Linked DNA regions of Sus scrofa: region 1 is linked to region 2. Evidence: chromatin contacts called from public Hi-C data. All regions are on one chromosome and are shown on one strand. Each heading gives the region's core, a stretch centred on a gene start, on an enhancer-like site or on the middle of the called end of the contact. The rest is flanking DNA. Distances are from core to core; before and after follow the strand shown.

Region 1 (5,363 bases), core at 177-2,676, 620 kb before region 2:
AACACTAATAAATAAATGCATTTTGTGTAGAATGATGTGTTCAAAGTGATTTTTAAATATCTTGCAAAACTGCCTATCAAAAGGTTGTGCACCCCTCAGTTTTTTGAAAATACATTAATAATGTAACCAAGCAGGGCCCTGTGGGGCTCATAGGCACAAAAACTTTTCTGTGTCCCCAATTTCTTGTTTTTATGAAATGTGCCTCATTCAGCCTTGTTGGCCTTCCCTGAGTTCCAAGGGGCAGGTTCAGACACCTACTGATCAGGGAAGGAAGGAGAGACAAAGAGAGAATCAGTCAAGCAACAATGGTACAGCCTTGGGGCAGGATTCTGGTTCCCTCTCAAGGGATACACATAATGATGCAGGCGTCTTATATACCAAGAGAAAAGTTATATTCTTTATGCTTCCTTTGGAAATGAATACTTTAAAACTGAACACCTTAGAGCCCTTCCTTGTGCTTCTCCCTCACTTGATTTCATCCTAAACACAATCACCTGTAAACTAAAGTTTAGGCACCCTGAACACAATTGCCTGTGAGTTAAAGATTATTAGCTGTGATGTTTTCCAGGAACTTTCCTAGTTCTAATCTCTGATCAATATGCCCTTTTCACAAGTAATGTTATTCTCAGCAATAACCCAGAAGACGGTGATCATGCCGAGATCTCCTGATTCCCACTTTGATGACCAAGATTCCCCCAAAGTAAGAAGAATCCTGTCTCTTATCTGGAACCTTGTTTTTCTCCTTTTAGACTATAAAATTCCCTTCAATTTCCCCCCAAGGGATGGCACAGTCTTTAAGGGATTAGGCTGCTGTAGCTTCGTTTGCCTGGCAAAGCAATAAAAACTAGCTTTTTTCTCCTTTACTCTGTCTCCGTGTTTCTCCTGCCTTTTATGCACACACCCCCACCCACAAGATACTAGATGTGAGAAATTTCCAGAGAGCTTATGGTCTGTCATTATCTCAAACACCTGCAGGACTACTTGCATCAGAATCACCTGGTGTGCTTATTAAAATGCAGATCCCAGGCCAGAGCTTCAGAATCACAATTCCCAGGAATTAGGGGCAAGTGAATCTGCATCTTAAACAGGCACTCCAGGTGATTCTAACACACTCAAAGGTGTGAGAGCGAGCACATGAAAGATCTTTAAGGAATCGCTTAACTAAATATGCCTTTTAGAACGACCCCTTTGGCTGTAAAGGGAAGAATCAACTTTAAGTGGGCAAAGATAACCAGGGTATCTAACACCATCATTCATCCCAGCGTGGGGAGGACGTCCCACATGGCCGGCGCGCTTCAGCACCCCCTGCCGGCCCTCAGCAGCCTCGTCCCGGGCGGCCGGAGCGGTCAACTGCGACAGCGCTCCCCGAAACCCGCAGGGGCGGTCTGGGGCTAGTAAACGCACGGACGTAGACCGGAAGCGGAAGTGAGGTCCGTTTGCCTGGCGCTCTTCTCAGAGCGCAGCCACCCCCCACCCGGTGGCCCCCGCCGACTTGAGGAAGTGCCGGAAGCGGAAGTTCCTAAGAGGTGGGGGGAGTTGTTGGTTAAGTGTCGGCTTGTCTTTGGAGCTTGGTAGGTTCCCCTTCTCCCCTCGGCTGATTGAGCAGGTAAAGCGCGATTGTGAGACCTCGCCAGCCCTGCCGGCCAAATTCAGGCCGGATCCCAACTTCGAACCCTATTCTGAGGGGTGTGGTACCCGGTGCTCCGACTCTCCCGGGTCCTGGTGGAGGTCCCGGGAGTCCCCGGTCCCTTCTCTGGGCAGAGGCTCGGTCCGGCTTCCCGGTGTCCACGTAAACCCCCGCGATGGGTAATACGAGCAGTGAGCGCGCTGCGCTGGACCGGCAAGGGGGTCACAAGACTCCCCGAAGGGACAGTTCGGGGGGCTCCAAGGATGGGGACCGGCCCAAAATCTTGATGGACAGCCCTGAGGACGCTGACCTCTACCACTCCGAGGAAATTAAGGTAAGGTAATGGGGGTGGAGGGATCCGTTTCTCCTTAATTTCTTTTGAGAGCTACTAGATCCTCCCGCCATATTCCCCTAATGATCAGAAGTCAGAGAGCTGTGATACTTCACACTATGCACTTAAAATCCAGATGGCCCTTTTAGTAACCCAGGAACCTGTGTCGAATTATCGATAAGACAAAGTCACCCCGAGGGAGGAGGATTTCACTTCGTTTAACATCATTAAGGCAAAGGCAGCTCTGGGACAGGTTCAAATCCTTAATTAATTAAGATCGTGGAGTTAGCAGTAATTGAGCTCTAGTCGCTCCTTTTCTCTTAGGTATAATTAATTTCAGAGCTTTGAGAAATCTTTTACCACTTTCATGCACACGGGCGTTTTTTGTAATAGTTTTGCAGTTTATCCTCAATTTTGGAGATAAGGCAGAACACCTGTAAGGTGATAGTAGTGTTCACCAGCTGACCGCAGTTCCCAGAGATCTTTAGTGTTGCCTAAACTTGTGGTTCACGCTTTAGAGCAGGCATAGAAAAGTAATTTGACTTCTGGAGGTCAGTAAGTGAAGTATTAGTCTGAAGGAGGCAGCCAGTTGCTACTCAGCTTCTCTCTCCTGTTGTTTAAATATGACTTAAACTTAATGTTTAATGTTGATGTTTGCCAAAGCAAATGTTTTTGCAGGCCACATTTGGGCATCCTGCCTCAGTCGGCTTGTTAACTCTTAAAAAACTCTGAAGACAAAAATCTTCATTCCTGCTTCAGCTACTTTCCTGCTAAGCATCATGTGGTCTCTTTCTAGAAGGCAGGGCCCAGTCCAAGGACATTTAGTGATTCTAGCAGCTGATAGGTATATGTATACCCTTAAAAAAAAAAAAAAAAAAAAAAAAAATTCCTTAAAGGGCAGTGCAACAAAGTCAGTTTGAAAAAGATGACCCTCCTCCCCCACACACACGCATTCTGTTACCATCCGCTTGCTTGTTAATCATCACTGTCCATTAGGCTAATTGCCTGGTAACTCATCCCTTCTGTACTCAGATTTTTTTTCTCAAATGTTGGGCTGAGTCACGTTATTGTCTTTTGTCCTCACCTGGATCTTGGCTCTGAGGCTGACTCTAAAGAGTCTGCTTTTACTTGGCCCTCCAGCCCGTGGTTTCAACTTGCTTTCTGAATTTGTTGCATTCCATTGCTGTGTGCAAAGTGAACTTTGGGATCCTGTTTCTTCGATGACTAGACATCCCTTCCCCCAAAAGTAATTATGGCCCAAGGGCAGCCATTTAAGACACCCTAAGAATCAAACCATTTTCTTTAAGAAGCACTTGTTCTTCTGCTGTTTTAAAACCTTACAAGAAATGTTTGGCATACGGATACTCTGTAAAGAATGATTTCAAATAATTTCCATTACTACTTCCTCAGAAGTTATGAAATGATGAGGCAGACACATTGGATAGAATGCCGATTAAAAAAAAAAAAGTCATGGATTCTTTTAACTACACTAGTTCACCATTTTGGCTGTGATTAGTTATCACACCCTCAGTGTAAAGTGATTCCAGTCTGTTATTCTTTAATCTGTAGATCTTGTGAAAACTCAAAGAATGCAAGTATCTTCTGTGTGAGCTCAGGTCAGTATTTGAAGCGAAGATACTAGAAGCCTACTTGAGACCTATAAGAGTCTCTCTCAGCTCCTGCTCTCTTCATCTTTGTTTTTGGACTAGGAACAATGTAAGAGACCCAAAACCACATATACTTCACCCAGAGCTAAACAGGTTTATTTGTCTTGTTCCAGAATACCTCGGTTATACACTTCCCACACAAGCAGTTATTTTCTGTAATGAGGGCCAGTCTTTATCTTCTTTGTCCACTTCTCCCTGGTGCCTGGATGGCGCTCAGTGAATAGGTTTCTGCTTCCTTAGAGCCTGGATTTGCCAGTTTTCAAGTTGACAGCTCTGAAACGGTCGTGAGAAATTTTTGTGTACTTCAAAATTTTGCTTAAGGAAGGAAAATAACATTCATTAAGCTGGTCTTGAATTCATTGCTGTCTTCTTGCAAGTGAGTTTTATGATTTCTCCTAGAATGTTGCTGTCGATCTCTAACAACAGCAGTAACAACAGCTAATGATTACTAAGCATTTACCTGGGTCCCCCACTATGCAGAGCATGTTCCGTGAACTGTCTCACTCAGCCTTCACAATGGCCTTCAGAAATAATTATTTTATTATTTCCATTTTGGGGAAACCGAGGCACAGCTGGTCAGGTAATGAGTCAGAATAGGAACCTCAGCAGTGACAGTTTCCTTTCTAGACTGAATCGTCAGTGTTAAGGTAACTCTCTCTTGTAGGGCTATCACTAATGGTTTCCTGGTCCTGAGTAAACGCCTCTGTTTCTAGGCTCCAGAGAAGGAGGAGTTCCTGGCCTGGCAGCATGATCTGGAGGTTAATGATAAAGCCTCTGCCCAGGCTCGGCCAACTGTGTTTCGATGGACGGGGGGTGGAAAGGAAGTTTACTTATCCGGCTCCTTCAACAACTGGAGCAAACTTCCCCTCACACGCAGGTAACTCCCTGGAGCATCTTCATGTATTTGTCTTAACCCGGGATACTCTGATTTCTAAAGGAGCGCCGTGGATGAATAAAAGAAAAAGTTTTGATAAAATAGATGCTGAATGGAAAATAGTCGTGCTTAATAACTCCAGGGTTCAAATCTCACCCCCACAGAGTCTCTAGGTTTAGGGCACACTTAGAAGAAAACAGTGCCCAGTTACGAGCATTTCTGTCTCGCAAACGTCTTTCCCTTCAGATATTCCAGCTCTGTGTCTGTCCAGGCTAAGCGGAGCCTCAGTGTCCCTCTCTCTGAGAGAGGAGTGTTGGGCCAGACAGCTTCTGAGCTTCCTTCTGACTTGGACTCTGTGTATCACTTTTGTTTGAATGTCCTGTGGGCACCATTAGCAAGACTACAGTCAGACCCTTGATCGGGAACCCTGGTGTGGAGTTCCCTTGTGGCTCAGTGGGTTAAAGATGCCGCCTTGTCACTGCTGTGGCTTGGATTGCTGCCGTGGTGCAGGTTTGATCCCTGGCCCCGGAAACTTCCACATGCCTGGTTCCCGACAAGGAACCACCTGCTTTTCCAGGGCTGCCTTTGGTGTAGAAAGGGGCCCCTCAGCCTAGTCACAAGTCAGGGCCAGTAGGAACAAAACATGTTTCCTGGAACCTTTTCTTAGTAGTTAAACAAGTTGCTTTAGAGAATTGTTTGTGTACCCTGTTAAATCAGTCCCCTCTCTGGTGTTAAGCAAACCAACAAAGGGTGAAACTTGGCGGGCAGCCTGCTCTTGGTCCTGTGTTGCCATCTACCTGGGCATTCAGTCTGCCAGGTGGTACTTGGCACAGCAGTTGAAGATGAATGCCTGTGTGTTGACCT
Region 2 (5,160 bases), core at 2,611-5,110:
TGGAGAAGTGACAGATTCAAGACACGGTTAGCAGTAAAACCATCAGGATTGGTAAAGCAGCCACAACCCAGTTCTGGTTCTCAAATTCCCCTTTCCAGCCCTTCTGAATCACTGTCCCTTTGCCAGCCCTCTCCAGTTCCCAGCCACAAAGATGCCCAGCAATTCACAGAAGCCTAATAGCCAACACAGATGAAAGAATAAACCAAATATAGTACATCCATGCAATGCAATATTCACTTATAAAGGAATAAAATACTGATAAATACTGTAATGATAGATGAACCTTGAAAATGTGAAGCTACACGAAAGCAGCCAGGCACAAAAAAGGCCACATATTGTGTGATACCATTTATAGGAAATATCCAGAATAGGTAAATCCAGAAAAAGAGAAATTGGTGGTTGCCAGGGGCTGGCAGGGGGGGAGAATGGGCAGTGACTGCTAATAGATGTGGCTTGTACTTTGGAGTTATGGACAAATTTTAGAACTAGGTAGAGGTGGTAATGGCACAAAGTTGTGAATGTGCTAAATGGCACTGAATCGTTCATTTTATTTTTTTGCTGGTGACTTTAAATTTGGGTGCTGTGTATTTTTTCTTTTATTTTCAGCTTTATTGAGGTATAATTGGCAAATACAAATTTTAAAATTATTAAATCATGATGATTTAAAATACATACACATCAGGAAAGGATTCCTCCCATCTAATTAATTCACACATCTATCACCTCCCACATTTATATATATGTGTATATATATTTATTTTTGGTCTTTTTTTTTAGGGCTGTTCCTACGGCATATGGAGGTTCCCAGGCTAGGGGTCCAATGGGAGCTGTAGCTGCCTGCCTACGCTACAGCCTCAGCAACGCCAGATCCGAGCCACGTCTGTGACCTACACCACAGCTTACTGCAACACCGGATCCTTAACCCACTGAGCAAGGGCAAATAAATATATATATATATATTTGTGTGTGAGAGAACACTTAAATTCTACTCTATCAGCAAATTTCAATCATACAATACAGTGCTATCAACTAGTCACCATGTTATACGTTATGTTCACTTTAAAATGCTTAATTTTGGGAGTTCCCATTGTGGCACAGTGTAAACAAATCCAACTAGTATCCATGAGGATGTGAGATCCCTGGCCTCGCTCAGCAGGTCAGGGATCCTGCGTTGCCCTGAGCTGGGGTGTAGTTTTCAGACGCAGCTTGGATCCCGCGTTGCTATGGTTCTGGCTGTGGCTTAGGCTGGCAGCTGTAGCTCTGATTTGACCCCTAGCCTGGGAACTTCCATACCCCATAAGTGCAGCCCAAAGGGAAAAAAAAAAAAAAAAAAAAGGCATATTAAAAAAAAATTATTTTTGGCCATGCTTAAAGCACGAGGAAGTTCCCAGGCCAGGAACTGAATCCATACCACAATAGTGACCTGAGCCACAACCATGACAACGCTGGATCCTTAACCTGCTGAGTCACCAGAGGACTCCTAAAATGCTTCTTTTCTTTTGGTCTTTTTTGTCTTTTTAGGGCCACACCTGTGGAATATAGAGATTCCCAGGCTAGGGTCGAATTGAAGCTATAGTTGCCGGCCTACACCACAGCTCACAGTAATGCCAAATCCTTAATTCACTGTGCAAGGCCTGGGATTGAACCCGCATCCTCATGGATACTAGTCAGCTTCATTAACAACCAAACCCATGACAAGAACTCCCTAAAATGCTTATTTTCTGTGGGAGTTTCACCTCATTTAAAAAAATAAATGTAAGGACCCCCTACAACAACAACAAAAAGATGCCATGCTCTTGCTTTCACATTTCTGCCTTTTTCATCCATGCCAACCCTTGACTCCAACATAAGGGGCTCTGAGAGTTAAGACTCACAGAATCTCTGGCAGATATTCCCCATGCCAAGACCCAAATGTTCATATGCCTGGCATTTTCCTTATTTGGTGAACATCTAGATTTGGGGAAATTCCAGTTTGCCTTTCCTGTTCAAGAAATTATGGCACCATCATGGAGTTCCCATTGTGGCACAGTGGTTAACGAATCCGACTAGGAACCATGAGGTTGCGGGTTTGATCCCTGCCCTTGCTCAGTGGGTTAATGATTCGGCGTTGCCGTGAGCTGTGGTGTAGGTTGCAGACGCGGCTCGGATTCCATGTTGCTGTGGCTCTGGCGTAGGCCGGTGGCTACAGCTCTGATTCGACCCCTAGCCTGGGAACCTCCATATGCCATGGGAGTGGCCCAAGAAATAGCTAAAAAAAGACAAAAAAAAAAAAAAAAAAAAAAAGACAAAAGAAAAAAAGAAATTATGGCACCATCAGGTACAGCTGGATCCACAGGCTCAACTGATATCAGATACGTCATATCTCTCTCTCTTTCCATAGTCAGGGGTCTTCACTATCAGGCAGGCTCTCAAATTCAACCACTTCCCTCCACCTCCACTGCCTCCACTCTGCTCGAAGCCACCATCATCACATACATCATTCATCATCACTTGCCTACTGCAACAGCCTCCTCCCTGGTCTCCTGGGTTCTACCCTTGCTTCTTACAGCCAGGAACCATGTCGAACCTAAGATAGCATGTCCCTCCTCTGCTCAAAACCCTCCCATGGCTCCCATTCCTTCCAGAGAAAAAGCAAAATCTTTGCCATGACACACAAGACCCTGAGTAACCTGGCTTTGCCAATATTCTCTAACCTCATTTCCTACTATTATTCCCTTTGCTCACTTGGCTCCAGCCCCACTGGCCCCTTCCGTTTTACAGACATGCTCGTGTGGTCCCACCTCAGGACCTTTGCCCTTGCTCTTCCCTCTGCATGGGACACCCTTCCTTCGGATATCTACATGGCTCCCTCCTTCACTTCTTTGAAGTCTCTGCTCCTTAGAGCAGTTTCCCTGACCACCTTGTCTAAAATTGTACTCCCAGTCTTTCTTTCCTACTCCTGTGGCTTATAGTCTTCCTAGCAAGAATCACTTCTATATCTCAATTGTTTGTTGACCAACTCAGTCTTACACAGGTGCTTAGTGAGGGACTGTAGAATGAATAGATGATGCTGGTCTGTCCTGTTTCTCTCCTGCTTTCAGGCCAGGGCTGAACAGTAACTGAGTCCCAGAAGGAAGGCTGCAAGAGCAGCAAACAAAGACAGCTCTAGAGAGATAGAACTGTGTTATTTTGGATGGAACAAAAAGAATAAAAATCCCTATTTATTAATAGCATCTACTGTGTGCCATGCCCTTTATATACCATGGTTGTCTCTATTTGAAAGATAAGGAAACAGGGCTAGAAAAATGGATTGATTTTTCTAAGGCCTCACAGTGACTAAAAGGCTTACTGGGACTTGAGCCCAACCCTGCCCAACTCCAGAAATTTCCCTCTTCACCTCGGGCCGGGGGTAGGGTTGCAAGGCATCCTGTTCATATAGAAGAGTCCTATGTTGACTTTGCCGTGATGCCCGAAATGTCCCGTAATCAGCTTTTTTCAATAAATCACACGTTTTTGGCAGTTATATTTAAAATTGAGCTGGTGTTAAATTTGCTATATCTGGCAACCCTAGCCAGGGAGGAGCTCGAACTCAAGGCTAGGGCTTCAGCGAATGGTCACGCCCAGGACCCCGATGCTTTTTCTGGACGAATCCGCCCCCTATATCTACCCTGGAAGCGTGTTGTGTCTCAGGGATCCAACCTTTCTTCCAACAGGGCATTCCTGAGCCAGTTGCGGTTCCTTTAAGAGTGGTTTCAGGGGCGGTCCCACAGGGGCGTGGCGAATCCAGGGGGTGCGCCGGATCTGGGCTGGCCAATCCGGGAGTAGGGGACGAACTCGCGGCCGACCCAGCACCCGCGGGTTGGGAAGGGTTAAAGAGGCGCGTCGGTGGGTCGCGGACTGTCCGGCTGCCTCCGCCTCCTTCGGTCGGATCCCCGCTCTCCCGCGGCTGCGCCGGCTCGGCCGCCCGGGAAACAAAGCGCCACCGCGGCTGCGGCCACCGAGCAAGTCCCAGACCATGGCCGGGCGGTCCCCTGGCTCCGCGCCTCTAGTCCGGCCGTCGCCGTCGCCCTAGGCCGCGCCGCGAGGTAAGGCCAGCCTGGCGTAGTGGGGGTGGGGTGAGAGCTTTCGGGCGGACCTGAGAGGGGACGCGGGACCGGGCTCGGGCCGCCGTGGGCCTCGGGGTCCTCCGGCCTTCTGGGGAGACCTCTGCTGGGGATCTGTCCATTTGCAGTTCCACGCCAGTGGTAATTTGCCCATCAGGGACCCCAGCTGCAGGGGGCAAACTTGGCTGATGACTCTCCTGCCCAATAAGAGACCTCTGGGGGAACTCTGGGGAGGAGAGCTCCACTTGACTCCTACATTCTGGCGTTGACCACCCCATTTAGGACTCTGGCTGTCCTTTAAGGAACACACCACGTACAAAAGGAGAGAGAGCAGCTAGGAGCAATGGCCTGGGATGGCCGTCCTACCTGGAGTGCTTGTGGCCGCTGCCCAAGGCAGTGCTGCGCAGGAGCTCTTCGGGGTTCTCAACACGTTTTCCAGCCATACCTGCCACACCCTCTCTAACATGCCCACTGCTAGGGGACACTTGTGGCAGCTGGATCCAATCCCAGGCCCAGTGGTTTTGGCTTCTTTCCTTGAAATGAGCATCAAAATGCCATGCCTCAGTTCTAGGCAGTCTGTATCCCTGGAGGCCTGGAGCTAATTATTTTCTTTTGGACAATTCCTTGACTGAATGTTTACTACCTGCTCAGCATTTTGCAAGATGGCTCTTCAGGACTAATTTATTCAATTCCAAGAGGGGTGGATATTAATATTCTCACTTTATAGATGAGGCTGTGTTCTCAAGGTCCTCTAGCCTGGACTGGCAGAGGCAAGAACTTAGCCCTGGGATCAGAGAGGGGCTGGGTCGGTCCCCTCCAGCTTCCTGCCTGGCCAGGGACTGTTGAATCAGCAGCAGTGCTCACAGCGGACTCTGAACTTCTTGGAAAACTGTATGAGCACAGGGAGATAAGCCAGCTTGCCAGGCCCTCCCAGAGGCTGGAGCCTGTGTCCCTGCTGCCTCCTGCCTTCCCCGCCTTTCTTGTTGGGCAGGAGGAACCAGGGCCATCGGCAGAGGGGTCCTGTGCTGGCTGGTGACTTTGGGCTCCAGGTGGTGGGGGTGGTAGAAGGGGAGCTGCT

What was found. Hi-C and Micro-C count contacts between places; a contact is called where the count stands out from the background.
Region 1: a contact with region 2 is called in a Hi-C map of subcutaneous adipose tissue, with 1.6 times the contacts expected there. The contact joins the promoter of PRKAB1 here to the promoter of FAM109A in region 2. A contact is called at or near these places in 2 of 47 Hi-C or Micro-C datasets (embryonic fibroblasts and subcutaneous adipose tissue).

The regions. Positions count from the first base shown.
Region 1 is chr14:33,213,689-33,219,051 of Sscrofa11.1, reverse strand. PRKAB1 (protein kinase AMP-activated non-catalytic subunit beta 1) reads left to right here and starts at 1,426. Exons shown (of 7, transcript NM_001243621.1): 1 at 1,426-1,961; 2 at 4,339-4,502. The coding sequence starts at 1,803.
Region 2 is chr14:32,599,408-32,604,567 of Sscrofa11.1, reverse strand. It overlaps FAM109A (sesquipedalian-1), which reads left to right and starts at 3,860. Exons shown (of 3, transcript XM_013982887.2): 1 at 3,860-4,064.